Regions from separate parts of the Mus musculus genome. Here region 1 is linked to region 2. A link is a contact called in public promoter capture Hi-C data. All regions are on one chromosome and are shown on one strand. Each heading gives the region's core, a stretch centred on a gene start, on an enhancer-like site or on the middle of the called end of the contact. The rest is flanking DNA. Distances are from core to core; before and after follow the strand shown.

Region 1 (2,700 bases), core at 119-2,618, 670 kb before region 2:
ACTATTTGTTTCCTCTCCTTTTAATGGGGCATTAGGTTCTGTGACAGTATGTTGTGAGTCTCATCTCATTTAACTCAGACACCCCACTTCCAGGAATAAAGTCCAAGCCTTGACAGCCTTTCCTTTATTGGGCCACACCCTACCCCGTCTTCGAGCCAGCATCTCTTGTTTCCATGTGCTGTTCCAGTTAGTTTTTCCATGGAAGTTTGACTGTACAGTGTCCTGCAATGCATTTGGCTTTTCTGTGCCAAGAGGCAAGCTCCTGATTCATCATTTTCCCTAGGAACTGGAGGGAGCTGAGCTAGGTCCTGTGGGGACGTTTATCCTGTCCAGGCCAAGTCCTATCCTCATGGCTTTTCAAAGACAGAGAAGAAGGTGTGTGTAGGTCACAGACCCATGGTATTAAGAGGTCTCATTATCTGAGACTGATAGCTGGGAATGACTGGTGAATCAAATAGGTGATGATCTAAGGTGCTGATTGCAGCAGCTCCCATGGGAGGCTGAGGGCTGGTTTTCGGTTACTTGCCTAGGGTTTTGTAAGCACAGATACAAGGGACCTGGAAAGATCACCTTGTTCCCCATCACTCTGCCAACAGAAGGGAGCAGTTTAGAAAGTTGTCTGCCTCCCAGCCCCAGGGGACCCCTGGAAACTCACAAAGAAGCTAGTGATGCCAAGCACCAGCCCAAACAAACCATCAGGAGACAAGCTTGGGCACTCCAGAACTCTGCAGGAGACAGTGACTGTCTCAGAACTTCCCTTCTGCTCTGGAGGCCCTCACTCAAACCCAGAGGACAATGTGTCATTCTAGCCTGGAGGCCACTCACTGTTCTGTCCCTCCTACTTGCGACTTTGCATAGACTCTCTGCATTTCTGAGCCTGCATCTTATCTCCCCCTGCTATGGGCCAGCAAAGGCGTTAGAGAAGTCCCAGGTTCCCACTGGTCATATATCTCCCCTGCCAAGCTTGTGCACGGTTCCAGGCACCTGAAGATCAGCCTGTGTCCCCAGCCAGCTGTCCTGGCCAGGACTCAGAGTAGGTGGCCTCCTCTCCTAAATAATTCATCAGCTGATCAGCTAGCGTCTAGACTTGGTAAAGGAAGCAGAGGAGAGTGCAAGCATTTGAAGGCTGATCCCTCAGAGGAGAGGGAAAAGCACAGTTCAGAAAGAGAATAATAGGTAACAGGCACCAGGGAGCAAAGCCTTACCTGTGTTTTTGTCCTTAAGCTCCTTTGCTGTGAAACTTGGTTTCCAGCCAACAAGAGTCTTGGGACTTGGAGTTAATCAGCATAATCTTGACGCCAGCCTACGAAGTGAAAGGAAAACAAGCTTCAAAGTGTTTCCAGGGTACCTTGTTTCCAGGAAGCGGGAATCTGAGCCGTAATCCAAACACGTGACCCCTGCAGCTGGGTGCATCCTCCCACTTCCAGCAGCAGGGCGAGAGTTTTCAACAAAGCAGCTTTCCATAGCAACCATGCTAGTGACACTGAAAAGTCCCCGGGGCACCCAGCCCCAGGACCTCATATGTGACTTTCTTCTTATTTCATGTATTTGTGCATTTTCCTGCTTTTCATTTGTGGGGAGGGCTGTCTTTTATATGTTTATTTACTTGAGTTTATTTTTCTTGCAATTTTGTTTTTCTTTTAACCCTATTGGATCAAAGCAACCACAAAGCTCATGAGGTCACACTAGTGGGCCATCACTTTCTGTTGATTGTTGTCAGTAAATGTGGCTGTGATGTGAAAGCATGGCCTTTCCTGTTGGTGCTGCTGTGATACTCCCATCAGGGAGTAAGGCTGCCCTTCATATACCTGTGTATTTCTTGGCTTTTTATTTTTATTTTGCCAATGATCATTTTCCTTTAGCTCAGTGGTTCTCAACCTTCTTATGCTACGATCCTCTAATACAGTTCTTCCTGTTGTGGTGACCCCAACCGTCAAATCAACTGGTTGCTATTTCTTGAATGTATTTTTTGTTACTGTTGTGAATCATAATATAAAATATAATATAAAAATCTGTGTTTTCTGATGGTCATCCAGTGCAAAGGTCACTCGATCTCCAAAGGGGTCACCGCCCACAGCTTGAAAAGGCTACTTTAGATTAACTTTCTAGTATTTAAGAAAACTAGCCAAACAATGTTATTCTGCAAATAAGAAAATGACATTGCAGAAGCAAAATGTATAGAAATAAAAACTAATATAAACTCCTCTAACTGAACATAAATTAGAAAATAGATAGAATGGCTATCAATAAGTAAATGTTTTAAATTCATAATTAATCCAAGCAATAAAAATTTAAAGTATAGAAGAGCAAAATAAACTAATTTTAATCCCAAAATATATTTTAAAAAATCACCATTAAGGAAAGAATTTGATGGCATTATACCACTACTATTTCATGTTTAAGTTTAAAGATAAAGATAAAATGCTGTGCTGAATCTATACAATAAGTGATTTAATTGAATTAACAAGGATAATTAGATATTTTAAAAAATAGTCAAAAATTTACTGCAAGGTATATTTGTAATTGAAATATATAATATATATGTAATTTAAGTAAGAAAACAATTTAAAAGTCAGGAAATCAAGTAAAAATATAAAATCAATATCTTTCATAAGAGAAAACATACAAGAAGAAAAATATCTTTAAAGTGCTGATATGTAAACTCGTATGGAAAGGAAGCCAGGTGTCACTCGGGCATCT
Region 2 (2,700 bases), core at 43-2,542:
GCTTGAGGACCCCAGAGCTTTGCTGAGCTCCAAATCTATAGCCAAGGCCCTAATTAACCCTGTTAGGTCCTGCTCATACAGGGCAGGATGGCGGCAAGCACACCCTAAAACGTGCCCTGTGCAAGTTTCTAGTGGGAAGATCTTGGGGGCATCCTTTTTGGAACAATGTCATCCAGTCAGAACCAGGGCAGGCAACTTAATACTAAGTCTCCTGCAGTGGTGCACAGGGGAGGGCTGCTCTGTAAACTGCCCTTGGGAAAATCAGTTAGTAGAGGTCAGAGTAGGGAGGCCCCCTTCCCTCCAAACCCTGAAGCAGCACGCAGTAGCAGAGTCTTTCTACCTGTCTTGTACTAGAAACTGAACTCACTGCCTGACTGGAAAATGTAGAACTCCAAAGAGCTAGGCAGAAGGGTGTGATGGGGGTCGGGGTGCAAGCTTACTTTCTTGACAGGGAGGAAGGAAGGGCCAAACTAAAGCCCAGAACTGGGGTGTGTACAAAGATGGGTAAGGTCTGTTGAAGGTTACTGGTGGATGGAGAGGAAATACACAGATTGGCTTGGGATTGGAGCCCGTAGGGCTGGGGGTTTCAGCGCTGGGTCTTTGCAGAGCATGGTCCTTAGGGTCAATCAGATAAGTCCTCTTAGGGCTCATCCTGAGTGCGGGAGGATGGCTGAGACCTCAAACTACTTGACCTAGATATCTGGTCGGCCTCCATTTCCTCAAGTGGGAGCACAGACCGCAGTTAAAAACAAGTATAGGGCCTGTCCTGGGACTTCGAAGCTGCTTGCATGTCCCGCCAGATGCAACCCTGGAACCTCTTCAATCTCAGTGCTGTTCTGGGCAGCCCCCCTCTCCTTGGAAGAGTACCAGGCAGGCTCCTCTCCAGGCCACTACGGCAAACAGTGGGGGGGGGGGGGGGGCTGCAGCCTTCCGGCCTGAAGCCCCACTATTGGCAAGTCACTCCTTCCCACGAAATCTGCATTCACCTGCTGACAAGCACAAAGGACCGGGGGTCCTAAGGAACGCTGCACTTAGTCTAGGGAGAGACCAAGGTCAAGTTCCCGTTCCCCACACCCCACCCCACCCCCTCCCCAAGGGCCTGGCTGAGGTTAGTGGGCAGCGCTGCCCCAGGACCTAGGATCGAGTTGCAGAGGGTTCAGCTCGCAGGAACGGGGGTCGCGCCGCCGCTCTCACCGGCTGGCCGAGGTTCCGGGCCACGCGGTCCGGGGGGCTGAAGGTCCGGGGACTGAGCGGAGGGTCACGAGCAGCGCGCTGTATCAATTACCTAGGTCACGTGACACGGCCGCCGTGAGCGCGCACCCTCGGGATTCCGCGCGTCGTGACGTCTCGGTAGACGCCCCGCCCTGTCTGCGGCCCTCGCTGTCCGAGGTGCTGACCTCCCAGATCCAAGACCTCATGTGGCCCCCAAAGAGCCAGGTGCTTCCAGATGGCCAGCAGGAGCCCAGGTCTGCCCTGTCTGAGTGACTGGAGACAGTGCTGGACCCATGAACCCCAGAGTCCTCGACCTGAAACTAAGAGGAACGTACCAGAATAAAGCAGACTTGTATGTGTGTATGGGGGAAAGATAGATTCCTCTCTATCACCCATAAAATGGGAATGCTATTAAAAGTTCTGCTGTCTTCCAGCTGTTTTGAAGAAAGGATGAAGCAGTTTATGAAAAAATGCTTAGTGCCCTACCAATTCACTTTCCAAGGGATTGTGGCCTGGTTTCCCTCTCCTCAGAGAATCATTGCCACAGACAATCTAACAAAGAATATACATTGACAGAACCTGTGGAAATTTAATCTGCACTTTTATTATTAGTGATTTGCCAACTTATGTTATTGGTCAGTTTGGAGTTTTTCTGATGTGTTCCTGCCTTTTTCTTTTCTGTATTGGGCTCTGTTTCATTTCTAAGCAAATGCAGGATACACCCGTGGCTGGAAATGCTATCAGCAGTCCTTCACAGGATTACTGTAACAGCCCCTAACTGGCTTCTGTGTTTGCATCCCTTAATCCTGACCCAGCAGAGCAGCTAGGGACTTCCTGTGGAGCACAGCTTCATGTCACAGTTTGTACAATCATCTTTCTACGTAGCTGTTTAAGATCCACTGATCCTAAGCAAACTGTGGATAATTGACCTTGTGGTTTTTTGAGTGTTCCATCTGAAGGCTCCTATATCACATAAAACCATAATCAAATGACGTTTTATGTTTGTCTCTTGACAACCTGTCCTTGATTTACAGGAGTCTGGGCCAGCATCCTTTGTGAGAAGCAGGAAAGGAATCACCCCTTTCCCTTCCCTTCAAGGTAATAAATACCTGTAATTCCAGTACCATGAAGGCTAAGGCAGGATAGTTAAGAGTTCAAGGCCAGGCTGAAATACATATTGAGAACCTGTCTCAAAACAACTCCCAGATTCTGTCCAGGAGACTCTAGGCAGCTATGAATGTCCAAGGTTGCATTTTTGAACTCCTTTTCTGGCAAGTGTGGGGGAAATGGAGGGTAAAATGTGAAAGTGTGCGTTGTCTTGAGTGGGGGGACAATCAAGCACTGCTAGAGAAGAAGCCGGGACAGATCTGATAGTGAGTTGGAAGCCAGTCTGGGAGATCAGTGGCTTGCGGGGTGTTTGGTAGGGTGTGAGTAACATGCATTTCTGGCTTTCTTGACTGGAGTTCATTGAGTAGGAAGCAGGTAAGC

The links. Promoter capture Hi-C pulls out the DNA fragments that hold promoters and counts their contacts.
Region 1: a contact with region 2 is called in a promoter capture Hi-C map of liver, with 4 times the contacts expected there. The contact joins the enhancer-like site here to the promoter of Ogdhl in region 2. A contact is called at or near these places in 5 of 39 promoter capture datasets (the 3T3-L1 cell line, hippocampal neurons, liver and 1 more).

The regions. Positions count from the first base shown.
Region 1 is chr14:32,993,814-32,996,513 of GRCm38.p6, reverse strand. The region is part of intron 44 of Wdfy4 (WD repeat and FYVE domain containing 4); the gene reads left to right. It overlaps Lrrc18 (leucine rich repeat containing 18), which reads right to left. Exons shown (of 3, transcript NM_001146021.1): 2 at 1,206-1,303. Among named protein-coding and RNA genes, the nearest start is that of Lrrc18, 3.8 kb to the right of the region's middle. Within about 2 kb of position 1,368, at least 82 of the 459 cell types and tissues checked have an H3K27ac peak or open chromatin away from gene starts, as enhancers often do. A contact at or near this core is called in liver, where this site is marked.
Region 2 is chr14:32,320,611-32,323,310 of GRCm38.p6, reverse strand. It overlaps Ogdhl (oxoglutarate dehydrogenase-like), which reads right to left and starts at 1,292. Exons shown (of 24, transcript NM_001081130.2): 1 at 1,195-1,292.